3 separate regions of the Ovis aries genome follow, and all the other regions are linked to region 2. A link is a contact called in public Hi-C data. All regions are on one chromosome and are shown on one strand. The core of a region is the stretch at or near the end of the contact, and the rest is flanking DNA. Distances in the headings are between cores, read along the strand shown.

Region 1 (4,921 bases), core at 1,485-3,984, 140 kb after region 2:
CTCTTCGAAGGCCCAGGAGGGCCCTGAGTCTGAGCACCTCGGAGCCATGGATCCCTGGTCCCTGCAGATTAGCTCTGGCATGCAATGCGTGCAGCTGCCAGTCTAGAGGCCTCAGATTCACCCAGTCAGGGTGGGAGTGGGTACAGAGGCCTGAATGCTTGGGACAGCCACACACAGCACAGGAAAAGGCAGTAGAGATGGTCTGGGTGCCCTCCCCTTCCCCAAGAGGTTCTTCTTGGAGCTAGGGTTAGGAAAGGAGCTCAGTTTCACCTGCCTCTACTCAATGCTCCTAGACGATCCTAAAATTCTTTTGAAGGAGCCGCTTGAAGGCTGTGGGCCTCCCCCAACACCCCGCAGCCCATTTAGACACTTTTCCCAATACATGCCCCCCAAACAGAGGAGCCACTGTATCTTTCGTCCTGTTCTCTCTTTGTCTTTATTTTGATATGACAAAATATAGTTTCAGGAAAGATGTGGAGTTAATAAATAGTTGGACAATAGCGATGGACAGAAGGACACCGACGTGGCAAGGACTACTGGGCAGCCAGGAGCCTCTAGGACCTTTGTAGGGTCTAGTAGCAGGGAACCCCAATAGTTGAGCTAGCTAGCGGTCTGAGGCTGGGGGCCTGAGAGGGCATGCAGAGAGCGCAGGCTGGACAGGTTTCTGGGTTTTGGGGTTGAGGGGGCGCAGGTTTAGAGAGCATAGGGCAACCGAGGGGGCCCTAGGCAGACAGTCATCTCCCCCTTTCATATGCAGATCATTAAAAAAATGAGCATTCAGTTGAGTGGCTACAAAGAAGCACCCCGAGATGGTGCCGGGGTTTGCCAAGCACAACCATGCTCTCACCAAGCCGGCAGCCCGCCTGGCCCGCCTAAGCCGGAACAAAGGAGAGGGCGAGGCCGCAAGGTCCGGGCGTGGGGCCTGCCGCGGCGGCAGGGCCCACCTGAACCCCGGCGGCCCACGCTGGGGCAGGAATTCTGAGAGGCGGCCCAAGCCAGGTTTGCTCAGCACCAGCTCCTGTGCCACAGCCGTCTGGGGGTCCCCTGCGGAACTTGCCCCGGACCTCGGTGCTGAGCAGAACTGAGGGGAGTCCGGTCGGCGCGGGCAGCCCCGCGGGAACCTGGGGTCGGTGGGGATGCGCAATGCCAAGGGAAAGAGCTTTTGTCTGAGGTGGGGAACCGGCGCTCCAGCCCCCGTTCTTGCCCCCAAGATATCTAGAGAGGAAAAACCGACAGGGAAAGGCGCGGGACCGAAGCGGGCTCGGGGTGCTCTCGGCGGGCCTCCCCGATGCCTCTAGAGAGCCTCTTTGCTTTTCATTTTGGAATCTTTCTTCCACTTCATCCTGCGGTTCTGGAACCAGATCTTGATCTGTCTCTCGTTGAGACACAAGTTGTTGGCGATCTCTATGCGCCTGCGGCGTGTGAGGTAGCGGTTAAAGTGGAATTCTTTTTCTAGTTCCAGAGTCTGGTAGCGCGTGTAACTGGTTCGGGACCGCTTGCCGTCCGTCTCTGGAATATAAACCCCCCCAAGCCAGGAAGGGGTGAATAGCGTGCAGCACCCCAGCGTCCCCATCCCAGCCCCAGGCCCCCACCCGCGGCCAGAGGGAGAAGACGCGACCGGGGCCGGACAGGCCCGGCGGGCCGCAGGCGGGCCCGGCCCAGCCCAGCCTGGCCCCGGGAGAGGAGCCTCCGCCCAGGCAGGAAACTTTCCGCCGCAGCCTTCACTCAGCAGCCGGAGGGGCTGGGGGTGGGGGGAGAGGGAGACCCAGGCTCGGACCGAACAATAAGCACCCTCGAGATCCGAGCACCGGGGACCCCCCTCCCGCCCCTCCCGAGTCGCTGGAATCCTCCGGAGCCGCAAGCGGCGGCCGAGCCGGCTCCGCAGGGGAGGGAGGAGGGACCGCGGGGGGATCCCCGCTCTGGAGCCCCGCGCTCCTCACCCTTCAGATCCCTCTATTTTTTTAACTCCCTCCCTCTCCCCCAAAAATTGAATATTGCCTTTTATACACGTTTTGTTCCTATGATCCAATTATGTCGTCGTAAATTTGGGCGCACACAGCCTCTAAGCCTTTTAGTGGACAGTTTTACGAGCCATTGATGCCTGGATCGTAAAATTTATGGCCGCAGGTTTTTTTTCTTTATTTGCCCCGCATGGCCTATAAAACCCAGGCGGACCCGAGCGCGCAAAATGAAGTCCTAAAGTTTACCGTGGCTCATGTGCAGTTTGGTCATCCACGGGTAAATCTGTGGCGCGGCCGGTGGCTGGCTCAGTCCGGCAGGCTGCCCTGTCTGCGCCTGCTCCTCTTTGATCTCCCCACTGCTCTTAGCTCGCTCCTCCAGCGCTGGGCGAGCCGCCTTCTGACTGTACATCCCGGGGTTCAGAGGAGCCGCTTCATCTCTGCCCAGAGCGTGTCCCGGAGCGGCTGCGGCGCTGCAGGCGGGGCGGTCGGGGTGAGCCCGGGGGTTGGCAGCCATGTCTACCCCGTGGAGAGAGTTGGAAGGCGCAGGCGGTGGGAAAGTGATGCTTAAGTCCAATCCGCCGTAGCAGTACCTGGATGCCTGCACCTCTGAGGCCGATCCATAGTTCCCACAAGTTTGCATGTTATAGGCAGGGATATTGGGGCTCTGCTTATAGAATGAATTGGCTACGTAGGAGCTCATGGCGGGGAGGGCCCAAAAAAAATTTCTGCACCCTTTTTGATTAAGGGTGATTTGTGACTCTTTGAAGTTGAGGGGTTTTTTGTTCTCCAAAGTGCACAATTTATAGGTGGAGATATCTCTTTCTTTATCCTATGCGCTCTTCCCAAATAAGGGAGCCTTAAATAGAGTCACGTGACTCGAGCGGCCACTCATAAATTTGGCTTGATGACCTCCGGGAGGTTAGTGATGGAAGCCGGCGAAACGCATCTTGATATGTTGGCAAAGCCCAACCAAGGGGGAGAGGGAGTGAGAGAGAGAAAAAGAGAGAAGGGGGAGAAAAAAAAAAAGGTTCTTGGAATTGGGGGGTAGCCGGGACAACAAGCCCACAGCGACACCTGGTGCCTACTTTCAGGAATTGCATCCTGGCTCGCTGGCTGGCCTTCAGGCCTCTCAGGATTTTCTACCCTGTAAAGGAGAAGCTGGGTGTTGCTGCAATAAACTCCTGAAATGGCCTTTTAAATTGTATTTAATTTTAACGGGAGATAAGGCTTCACCAGGACGCGCAGAGCGTTTTTTGATAACGGATAGCCCCATCCTCCACAACCCCAGGGAGTTTCAATGTTCAAAAATATCTGAGAAGGGGATTGAGGTAGGAGAGCCCCAGCCCAGACTGGAGGAGTCTTATCTCAGGTTCTCTAAATCAAGGGTCCAGGTCCTTTCCTTTGAGGTCCCGGAGCCCTGATACTGCTGAAGAGGTGCCTGTCAGGCTGAGAAAGTGAACCCAGCCTCTGGAGAGGTAGACAGGATGCCATGAGGAGTGGTCCTGGGTGGACAGAGCTAGATAGAGGGCTCCTGGGACTAAGATTGCTGGGGACTTTGGGGTGAGCCTGGAGGTAAGGAGCCAGGGGAAGATAGGTAGGCCTCCTCATCACACCAGGGACTCCAGAGTGACATCAAGGCAATTTTCAATTATGTGGGTGGGTGGGTGAGTGGCTAGCTGCGTAGGTAAAGAATCAGACATAATGAACTGGAGGACTGCTCTACATCCCTGTGTATGACCCTCGTGTGGTACCCATGCCAAGTATTTTGGATGGAAATATGTATGTTCATTGAGGGCATGGAGAAGCAAAATTCAAGCTTCCACAAATATTATATGAGCAGGGCAAAGGAAAAAGCCTGTTTTGTGCCCTTTGGGGAAAAGGCCTCTGAACCAGGCTTTCCAGGGACCTGGGTTCAGAAGGTCCAAGGGAGAGCAATTTCTGAGCTATCTGGAGGTCTCCCAAAGGACCTGGCTGGGGGCAGGGGGCTGGGGGTGGGCAGGGCAGGCGCCTGGGCCACCTTCACAGCCTGAGACCAAGGCCTCCGCAGCCATTCGGCCCCTTTCCGACCCCCTCCCCTAGCGCCAAGCCTTATTCTTTCCTGCCTGTCTCTCCCCAGGAAATCTCCGCCCCTGCCACGAGAAGCCCCCCTTCGGCCCCCCCGCTGGTGGAGGCGCTGGAGGGGGCGCTGGCGGGGATCTGGAAGGTCTGGAAAACTCTGGCGGATTTTTTTCCCTCCGGGAGAGACCCCCTCAAAACCTCACCCCCTACATCCACTCAGGTTTCTCTGGCTGGGCTTAGGAAAGACGGCCTGAGCTGGGGAAGGGCTAGGGTCTGGCTGCGCTCCTCGCTGGCCTAGTTTGAGGGGAGAAGAAACAGTAAGGAAAAGACGGGCTGGAGAAGTAAGGAAGAAGGAATTTGGTCCCGGCCACGTCAGGAGTCCCAGAGCAGGCGAGAGCTCAGTTTCCAGGCTTTCTTTTCCGAGATGTCCTTGAATCGTTCAGGCCCTGCAGAAGGGCTCAGATCCCGGCGGTCTGCTTTTTCCCCTCGGCTCTCCGCCTCCGCCACGTTTCGCAAGAATCCTGGCGCGGGCCGGGGGCTGCCCTGCTGGCTCCGGCGCCTCCCTCCCTACTCCCGGGAGTGGGCGGGGGCGACCTGGGGCCTGGATGATGCGGCCTTTCTGGCCTTTGGGGGTCCGGGGTTCAGAAGCCGAGGACCCCAAACTACCAAAGACAGGAAGAAAGGCCTGTGTGGGGCCGGAGACCAATGCGGCCAACCCGGGGTCCCACTCTACCCCCAACCAAACCTATGCGGCCTTTTTTTTTTTTTTTTTTTTTGCGGTTTGAATGCGTTGCTCTGCGTGGGGAGCCCGGAGAGGCCTCCCAGCCCCCAGTGCAACCCCGGGGAGAACCACAAGGCCGGGATCGGCGCCGGGCCTGGCCAGGCGCGTGCAGGGGGCTGGG
Region 2 (4,765 bases), core at 522-3,021:
CAGGGACAGAAACAGTTATGTAGCCCGTCCAGGAAGATGGAATCGTGGGTCGGGCTCCTGGGGATCTCTGCTTGCCTGTCAGTCACTTCACTCATTACTGCCCTGCCAGCTGACCTGGAGTGTGGAGAGGCTGCTATAATGGCAACCTGGTGGTGCTTGGCAGCAAGAGGTGAAGGGTGGGGCGGCAGGAAGGTTGTCAAAGGGATGGTGAGGTTCCTAGATGTTTTAAAAAAAAATTTGGCCAAGCCATGCAGTTTGTGGGATCTTAGTTCCCTGACCAGGGGCTGAATCTGGGACCACAACAGTGAAAGCACTGAGTCATAACCACTGGACCATCAGGGAATTCCCTCCTAGAATTCTTAGGCAATAAGATAATGCCACCAGCATGGTTCCCCTCTCTGCCTAATTTTTGTTTAGAAACACAGAAACATGTAGATCTACTGAGACAGAGACGCCTGAGTGAAGAGCCAGTCAGAAGGTCAGGATACTCTTATTTCACTCATTCCAGAGAAAAAAGCAGAAACAGGGAGACAGATGTACACAGAAGGAGAGAGAGACTATACAAGAGACTAGGGATAGAGATACATATACATAGGCAGAGAGAGTCAAAGACACAGAGAAGGAGAGAATCCGGCACAAATGAAACCTCAGGAAATAATGGACTTTGTTGAAGGGGATGATTAATTCAGTTTCCGAAGTCTTACAAGGGTTGGGGTGGTTTCTCATCTGTGGTTCAGAGGGTCACTACTCAGTTCCCTGAAGCTCCTGCTGCACCCTTTAAGTTTTTGTCTGTTGGTAGGAGAGCAGGGGAGGCTAGAGAAGGGGGTCGCATCCTTGTTCTCTCACCTCTTCCTCTTCTGGGATTCACTGGTCTCCACCTGCAGGGAGACTGCTTTCCTCTGGTCTCAGTCATACCTGTGCTGGGGTATTCAGGAGGTGGGGATGAGAAGAATCTACCAGATAAGTGACCTTATGGGGTTTCCAGTCTAATGACAATATTATAGTCAGGACACAGACACAGATCCAGCCACAGGACAAGAACAGAGCTAGGAGTGGGACAGCTTTGGACATTAGTATTGGGTTGGGACGGTGGGAGTGAATGAACTGTTAGATGCAGCCATAGAATCTGTCAAGAAAGGTGTCCTGGACAGAGTATTCCAGAGGTAGGACTGGGAAGGATGGAAGGTAATAGGGCTGGGTAGACAGCAGGGCCGAGGAGGGAGAGAAGTGAAATGGTAAAGCTGTGGAGACAGGGGCTTGGACAGTAATGTGGGATGGAAGAGTCTCAAAGTTATTACTAAGGAGTTTAGCTAGAGATGCCAGAAGTGCTTTCGTGGGTGTCCTACATACAGTCCTTGGAGGGCTGCATAGGAGAGGTCTCTTATATCTGGAGCAGCAGGAGGGCTAGAAATAGTCTGTAGCCATTGTTAATACCCTCAGGTGAGTTAAGAGACTGCAGATAGTTGAAGCTCCCTGATTCACAATCCCTTTGAGGAAAGTGTATGAACTTTTGGAAAGGTGATGCCTTTTACAGCTAAAGCCCAGGATCTTCAAGGTCCTTACAGAACGTAGCTTCTCACTTCTCAAGTCGTCTGGATTTAGCCCTGGTGTAAAGAATAAACTACAACCCCCAGAGTTACTTACTGCCAACTTAGCACACTTTCCGGGAATTTGAGTATTTCCGGCGGAAGTGGCCGCAGCTATGCCAATCTCTTTCCCTAAACAAAGTGGACTACAACTCCCACGGTCCTCCGCGCCCGGCGGGAGGGGTGGGAAAAGGAACCGGAAACCGGATGGGGCGCTGGACCAGGTGAGGAAGTAGGAGTCTGACAACCTGGGGCGCTGGGGGGCGGGCTAGGGGCTCCCCGGGCTAGCTGGAGGTGACAGGCGGGGAGTGGAAATGTCTGTGTTTCGGGGCCCCTCTCTCCGTCAGGGGCTCGCCCGGCGCAGAGAAAGCCGAGCCCATGGAACCGCCCCGGAGACCTGCTGAGACGAGGCTTTCCCGTCGGGCGGAGCCCGCGGGCGGACGTGGAGGTTTCTTGTGGATCCTTACTTGTCAGCCCCCTCGAACTAGGAGGGGAGATGAAGTGTTGGGAACTTCTCAGTCCATGCTCTATTAGTATTATTGTTATCATTATTGGTTTTAAGGATTTGCTGATTGTCCATGTGGATTCCTAAAGTGCCCCCAAGGGACACGGGAGTGGACAGTGTCTTGGATTCCTTCTGCCTTTACTGAGTTTAGTGCCAGAGAGCCTAGGTGGCCAGACTTATCGGTGGATCACCCTCCACTTGTGCTTAATGTGACACTGTAATTTATCAGTGATTTCAGAAACGGACATTTCTTGCTCTCTGTCCCTGAGTGACTTTACATAGAATTTCCTGGTTTCTCCTTTGGGCTTCCAAGGTGTTTTCTTCAGGACATTAAAGCTGGAATCACAGTATGTCACAGTGTATTACAGTTGTTTATGTGCCATGTCACAGTCGTTTGTGAGTTGTTTATTCATTTTGGATTTCTTCCCCACCAAAAGACTACCACAATGCCTGTCATGTAAGAGACTCATAAATATTGGGGGGAAAAAATGAGTTAACAGCTGGTGGTAGGTTGGATGGGAATTTTGATTTTCATCTCATAGAGAAGACAGTTAAATGACTTGCTTAGGAGAACCTTAGAGATGAAACCGGGACTAGAATTATAGTCAGTTGACACATAGCCTGTAGCTCTTGCCTTCTGATCAGGCTTTGAAATTCTAGAACATTGAAAATAAGGCCTTGTCACTCTTCTGTGTATTCCTGGCCTTGCTGTCTTCAGGATGGGTCCCTAAAGATCAAAGGTAGGCTCAACCTTAAGACCTGAGAGAGATGCCAGACTTGGAGCAGGCAGTCTGCTAATGTTGGCACTGTATGGGGAGATGCAAAGGAAGGGCCCCGGAGCCAACGGAGTTCTCCACAGCGCCCTTCTCAGCCTTTGTTTGAGTCCAGCTGGCCCGGGTAGCCACCCGGACAGATCGGTTAAAGAGTTCTGAGAGCAGTCTAGGGAAGGATTTCCTAAGTTTAGCCCTGACTTTTAAAATTTTTGTATTATATTGGAGCATAGTTAAGATGTTTTTTCTCTCTCTTTCCCACTCTCCCAAGGCTAGGGTCAGAGAACAGGTTGATGGATCAAGCTGTTGTGTCAACCTTGTGGTCCCACCTGGGGGAAGAGGTTACTCTTGACCTGCATATGGGGTTGAGAGGGAGAAGAACCATGATCCCTGCCCTGTGGGAGGCCCAGATGTGATGGAAACGTGCCCAGAGCCTGGCAAGCTCTCAAGCAAGCAGAGTGCAAAACGTGCAGCTGGGCCTTGAGTCAACTCGGTGTAGAAGTGGAGAGGAGTCTGTCAGGAAAGGCTCTTTGGTAGAAGGTAGTTTTGTTTTTACTTATTTATATTGGCTGTGCCACGTGGCTTGCGAGATCTCCGTTCCCTAATCAGGGATTGAACCCAGTCCACAGCAGGAATCCTAACCACTAGGCCACCACGGAACTCCCAGAAGATAGTTTTAAACAGCATTGAAAAAAGATGAGATGGACACAGTTAACTGTCAGATAAAAGCTGGGACCTTGGAGATACGGAGGAAAATGAAACAGGGCTTCCTCTCTGATCTGCCTCAAGTCTAGTCTAGGAGGCAAGGTGTGAATTCATGGAGATGCCACTAACCATGGTGACATGCAGTGGTTCTCAGCCATCACTAACCATCAGAATCGCTTGAGGAAGCTTGTTTAAATAGATTCCCAAGCCCCACTCCAGACCTACTTGGGTTGGGTAGGGCTGGGAAGCTATAGCAAATGCTGTGGTGTCCTGAAGAGGGACAGCTTTCCCCGAGGGAGAATTTGAGCTTCATCTGGAAGGGCAGGTATGACTCAAATGTGTGTGTGTGGGGGGGTGGGGCAGTCAGTCCTGCTTCAGTCAAGGAGTCTATGAATTTGTGGAAATAGAATGTGTTAGGTTTTGGGAGTTTGGATAGGAAAGGCATTTTGAAAGTGTAAATGGAACGATCAGTTTGGGCCTCTGGGTTCACATGGGAATGATGAGGAGGAAGATTGGAAGAGTGGCCTTTGAGGGTTGCAAAGCTAGCGGGGGTGCTCCCTCTGCCTCTTCCCCATTCCCTCCGTTTCCCACTTGCTCCCCCGACCACCACTTACACATCTTATTCCATTTGTTATAGTAATAGTTTCAAGTGTTGCTGTTTAGTCACCCAGTCATGTCCAACTCTTGTGACCCCATGGACTGTAGCCCACCAGGCTCTTCTGTCCATGGGATTCTCCAGGCAAGAATACTGGAGTGGGTTGCCATTTCCTCTTCCAAGGGATATTGCCGACCCAGGGGTTGAAACCATGTCTCCTGCGTTGCAGGCAGATTCTTTACCACTGAGCCACATGGGTCTCCAGTATTTTTAAGTGGATATTATTTTTCTTAGTATTTGGATGAGGAGACCTGAAGCTCTGGCCGTAGTTACATAGCTTGTAGGCGTCTAGTCTGAGTCTGCTAATTGTCTCACCACTGAGGATTCTTGAACGTGGGCAAAAAGCTGGGTTGGGGGGTGTTGGGGGGCCTCTAGAATTAGCAGGGTGGCTGATCAAACCATCTCAAGCAAGATGGGTGTGGATGGTGAAAAGCAGAGTCTTGTGTCAGATGGTTTGGTTCAGATTCCAGCTGCATTACTTGCTGAGTGAGTGACCCTCAGCGAGCTGCTTCATCTTGCTAAGCCTCAGTTTTCTCATCTGTAA
Region 3 (4,426 bases), core at 861-3,360, 170 kb after region 2:
TTATCCCATCAGCACCCTTCTCAGGCCATAAACATGTACAGTTACATGGGCTGAACACAGACAGAGAGAAAAGGGAGAAAGAGAGCTGTGGACACGTGTGCTCTGTGCAGGTGAATGAAGAAGAAGAATGATTTTTCTGGTCCTCCCCCTCCACAGTATGTAAGAGCAATACGGGGCCATACTCAGGATCCACACATATTGTATATGCTCTCTTCCACCACAAACAACATCAAACGCACACCCACTCAACTATCAGAAAGCACCTCTGACACTTCACAGACGCTGTGCACACTTGTGCACACCCAGACATATATGAAAATAAGACCTGATAAGCACACATGCATCTTTCGCTCTTTGCATCGTAAAAAAGAAAAATGCTACCTATCTTCCTTCCACATTTTGGAGTTTCAGGGTTGGATGAGGAAGGAGGCAGTTAGAAAATCAGATCTTTTTCTTCGCTATCCATCCGGAGCCCAGCTCTAGGGATGAAGGAAGAAATAAAAGTGCAGGGGAGGACGATGCAGAGAGAATGAGTCTCCCCCTTCTGTATCTAAATAGTTGCTGGGGAAATAGTCACTCTCAGCCACATTCCCAAAGGAGAACCACTGGGGCCCCAGCAAGAGATCAGGATACCCTGAATTTGGAGGAATCCACCCCCATTTGAGTGAGGTGGAGACTGCTCCAACTCTGTGACATCACACCCATAACTCTGACCCTGGAGCCACAGGAGGGGAGGGTCAGAGGGCCATGCCAGGGCTGCAGGGTCCAGGGCAGTGGGGAACATGACAGAGATTTCCTCCACTACCAGAGCACGCTGCAGCCTTGGTTCAGCCTCTGCCTTCTCTGGGCCTGCTCTGTAGGTTCTAAACTGACAGACTCTGGACTCTCAGCTTCTAGGTCACTGGGGACTGTCATAAATACTTTCCCTTTCCCTCCTGGAAAGCAGAGGCTGAGCAGGCCATATCCGCTCTGGGGCCTGCGCCTTATCTTTTAGGGGGTGGGGGGATATCTCAACATTTTATGGGCCAGTGAAAATCCTGCCACAGAGCTATCCTTCCGGGCCTTTGTGTCTTGGAATGCAACTGTCCAGAGTGTGCTTCATGCATCGCCTGCTTTGAGAGCCCACCAGTCCCCAAAGCCCCGACTGGACTTGATTTCCCCTTTCAAGGGTCCCTCGCCTTTTCTCTCTTTAGTTCATTTGATTGTTTGTTTTTTACATGTTTCTGGTTGATTATGCTCCTGGAGCCTGGAAATAAAGGAACCGCAAGCAGCCATCCTTGCTGGGGCGTCTCCGTCCCTCGCCCCGAGGCCTGCACCGCCCTCCTAGGTATCGTGGATTTATGTTCGTTTGTCCGGGTCATTCTGCCTTTTCGTGTTAATTACGCGCTGCCTGCTTCGTGCTTATCTCCTGCGCAAAGCGATTATTTTCAACGCCCGCCCTTCTGAGCCTCCCGAGTCTGCTGGGAGAGCGAGGACCCATCTCCTGCCGCCACTCGCGATTTATTTACACCTCGCAGGTGAGAGGATTGATTTGCTCAGAGCCAGAGGGGCCGGGCTGGGCCGGGGCACCCAACCTTTTAGTCGCTGCTCCTCGGGGCCAGGCCTCAAATGTCAGTGCGGCCAGGCCGGCTGGGGGCACCGCCGCCGCCTCTAACATTGAGCAACAGCGCCACCTCGCGTCCACTTGCTCCAATGCAGTTCGGCCGAGAAAAAGCCAGCAGCTAAGAGCAAGCAGGTCCCCAGGCTTGACCCAAAGGTCGGGGATGGGAGGAAGGAGTTTCCAAATGAATGAGCAAGAGAGGGGTCCCCGGAAGGGACTCCCCCCTTCCCAGGAGCGCTGTTCTTTTGTTTTCTAAATCGTCGAACTAAACCTTGCCCAAGGTTTTGTACTATTTTCTCTTTTTGTCACCCTCCCTTCCCGCATTGAGACACTGTGCAAAAGGAACTGCCGCGATTATCCCCACAACCAGGCGCATTTCTGGCCTCGGAACACCGCGCACGCAGACACACGCACCGAAGCTCCCGCGACCGCCTGCCCGTGGCGCGCACCCTAAACTCCTCGCTCCTCTTACCCTGCCTCCTGCTCCGTACCGCCTATTCCGCCGCCGCCTGCAGGACTTTGGGGTGGGACTCTGACTTCTCCCGGCTCTTTGCCCCCTGGTTTGTGGCCCAGCCCTCTCTCACGCGCGCTCTCTCTCCACTTCTCCCTCCCATCCAGTGAGGTCCTGTTCTCCGTGGGCCATAGACAAAACATTCCTATAATCCGATTTCAAAGGAAAGAGTGTCCACCTTATTTAAACCATAAAACAATTAAGCCCAGACGTCTAGCCAGCTCCGCGCTGCTGTTTTGTTCGGCCCCATTCAGAATCCAGCGCAGGGAGACAAACAGCGCCATAAAAGTGGCATTTCGGGGCCTCGGAAATGTACCTACCCTCTGCCTTCCCAAGTGGAACAACCTTTAGGGTTTTGTGATTCTGACAAAGGAGCAGAGGAGAGGTGGGAGGGGAGGATTAGGGCAGGGGGGCGTTTGCAAGCCCCTCTTTCGTCCCTAGCTTTCGTTTCTTTCCCTAGATGTGTGTCATGTTGTTGTGGTTTGAGTTCACAAATGACAATAAATAAAAATCGAATCCAATCCTGACCTGCAGGCTGGAGGTTGAGCTGGTACTGAACCGTGGGCTGGACCGCGTGGGCCTACTCTGGATCCCACGCTCTGGTTAGGGCCCTCCTTCCTGCCCGGAGCCAGACCGGCTCAGGCGGGCCGCAGGAAGCAGGCCGCGCTGACGGTCGGACGAGAGGAGGCGACAGGGCCTTGGAGCAGGGGCGGGGTGGAGGCCCGGAAACACCGCCGAGCTCGGGCAGGGAGAGAAGCTTGAGTCCCCGCGGTCAGGACCGAGGGAGATGGGTGGGTGCCTTGTCCTCCGCGCGGGGCGCAACTGAGGCCAGGGTCCCAGAGGAGGAGCGAGGTAGCCAGAAAACTACATGCAAAGCACCTTTCAAAAGGACCAAGAAAACAATCGCTTCTGGAATTGGGAAGTCTGTTCTTAAGCGGGAAAGAGGAGGGGTGCTTCAGCGACTGGGAAAACCAAACCGCGACTTTAGATTGTCTCCCTCAAAATATTATCAAAAACAAAACATTCACCTCTTCCCACCTTCCTCCAGCCCCTGAAACTGGGCTATTTAATAGGAGTGGGTAGGAGATTCAAATGATGGGAAGGGGCTGGTCCCTACAAGTGCCTCACCAATCCTGGAAGGTGATGGCCATGGGGGAAGCTGCTTAGGAATTGGGGTCCCCAATTATTTTCCTTTACTGTGGTATTCCCCAAGTATTCAGAGCAACACCCTGCACTCTCGCCAAAATAGGCAGCCTGAGATATTAAAGGGCTATATTTCAAGCAGTCTGAGTTTAATAGTTTCCAGATTGGGGGATTTCCGAGAAAGGGGGCGCTGGGCTGAAGCATACCCGGCAGCTTGAGTCTGCTTCTGATTAACAGATGAAAACTGCTGGTTCTGGGGAAGGCTCTCGGGGTGCTAGGCAATCGACCATCCCCACCGGGCTGTTGTTACACACACATATCCCCAAATCTTCGCCCCTGAGGTCCTACAGCCACCAGAGAACACCCCACTTCTGGCTAATCCCTGACCAGGTTCCTTTGGCCCTAGCCTCGGGATCTCCTAGAAATGCTGCGGTTGCTCAGCATAACCACTGTCACCCCCAGATCAACATTCAAATCAGGCACCAGAGAGATAGAGAGGTTGAATAGAAAAGAGAGAACTAGGAGATGGAGAGAGGAACTGAGAATACACTGAGAAATAGAAACGAAATCAAATCTTGATTGCATTGGTGTTGCCATCTTTCTTCTCTCTCCCTCCTTTCCTCCCTTTTCTTTCTTCCCTCTCTATTCTCTCCCCCTGCTCTCTCTCTGCATCTTCTTTCACTCTCAGTGTCCAGTGCCTGTCCAGTTCCCTGAGGCCTGCAGGGCCTCCCTCTTCACTCTTCACCGCACACCCTCCTTAGCAGCCTCCCCCCCACCAAGACACCCCTCAAAGCACCGATGCAGCCAGGCAGGAATCCAGCCCCGGCCTGCACCCAGCACGCAACCTTCATCTTTACCTATCTCTTCCCTCCGATCTCATGTACTCATAAATTATTACAATTAATTACAGCCAAGGAAAACCATTCATGCCGTACCCCCACCCCCAGGGACTCCATCGAGCTACCAGGAGACTCACAGGCAGCCAGCCAAGGAAGGCACAGGCGGCACCCGGGCCTCAGCAGCCTCCACCACCCCCCTGGAGCCTCTCAGCCCCATCACACCCTGCCTGGGGGAGGAGTGGCGGGCACTTGCCCTTCCGAAGCAGGGGGAGACCCTTGCCTGGCTCCCACCTCCCCTAAAGGATCTAAGCACTTGTCTCCTCCACGTCAGAA

Evidence for each region. Hi-C and Micro-C count contacts between places; a contact is called where the count stands out from the background.
Region 1: a contact with region 2 is called in a Hi-C map of liver, with 5 times the contacts expected there. The contact joins the promoter of HOXC5 here to the promoter of SMUG1 in region 2. A contact is called at or near these places in 12 of 16 Hi-C or Micro-C datasets (blood, hypothalamus, liver and 5 more).
Region 3: a Hi-C map of tail adipose tissue shows a contact between it and region 2, with 5 times the contacts expected there. The contact joins the promoter of HOXC8 here to the promoter of SMUG1 in region 2. A contact is called at or near these places in 6 of 16 Hi-C or Micro-C datasets (blood, mesenteric adipose tissue, muscle and 1 more).

Annotation. Positions count from the first base shown.
Region 1 is chr3:132,479,623-132,484,543 of ARS-UI_Ramb_v3.0, forward strand. HOXC5 (homeobox C5) reads right to left here and starts at 2,735. Exons shown (of 2, transcript XM_004006281.6): 1 at 2,208-2,735; 2 at 1-1,509. The coding sequence starts at 2,661. The coding sequence ends at 1,295.
Region 2 is chr3:132,337,048-132,341,812 of ARS-UI_Ramb_v3.0, forward strand. It overlaps SMUG1 (single-strand-selective monofunctional uracil-DNA glycosylase 1), which reads left to right and starts at 1,772. Exons shown (of 3, transcript XM_060414037.1): 1 at 1,772-1,810; 2 at 3,133-4,765.
Region 3 is chr3:132,507,165-132,511,590 of ARS-UI_Ramb_v3.0, forward strand. HOXC8 (homeobox C8) reads right to left here and starts at 2,111. Exons shown (of 2, transcript XM_027967236.3): 1 at 1-2,111. LOC132659619 (a long non-coding RNA gene) reads left to right here and starts at 1,151. Exons shown (of 2, transcript XR_009600224.1): 1 at 1,151-1,327; 2 at 4,165-4,426.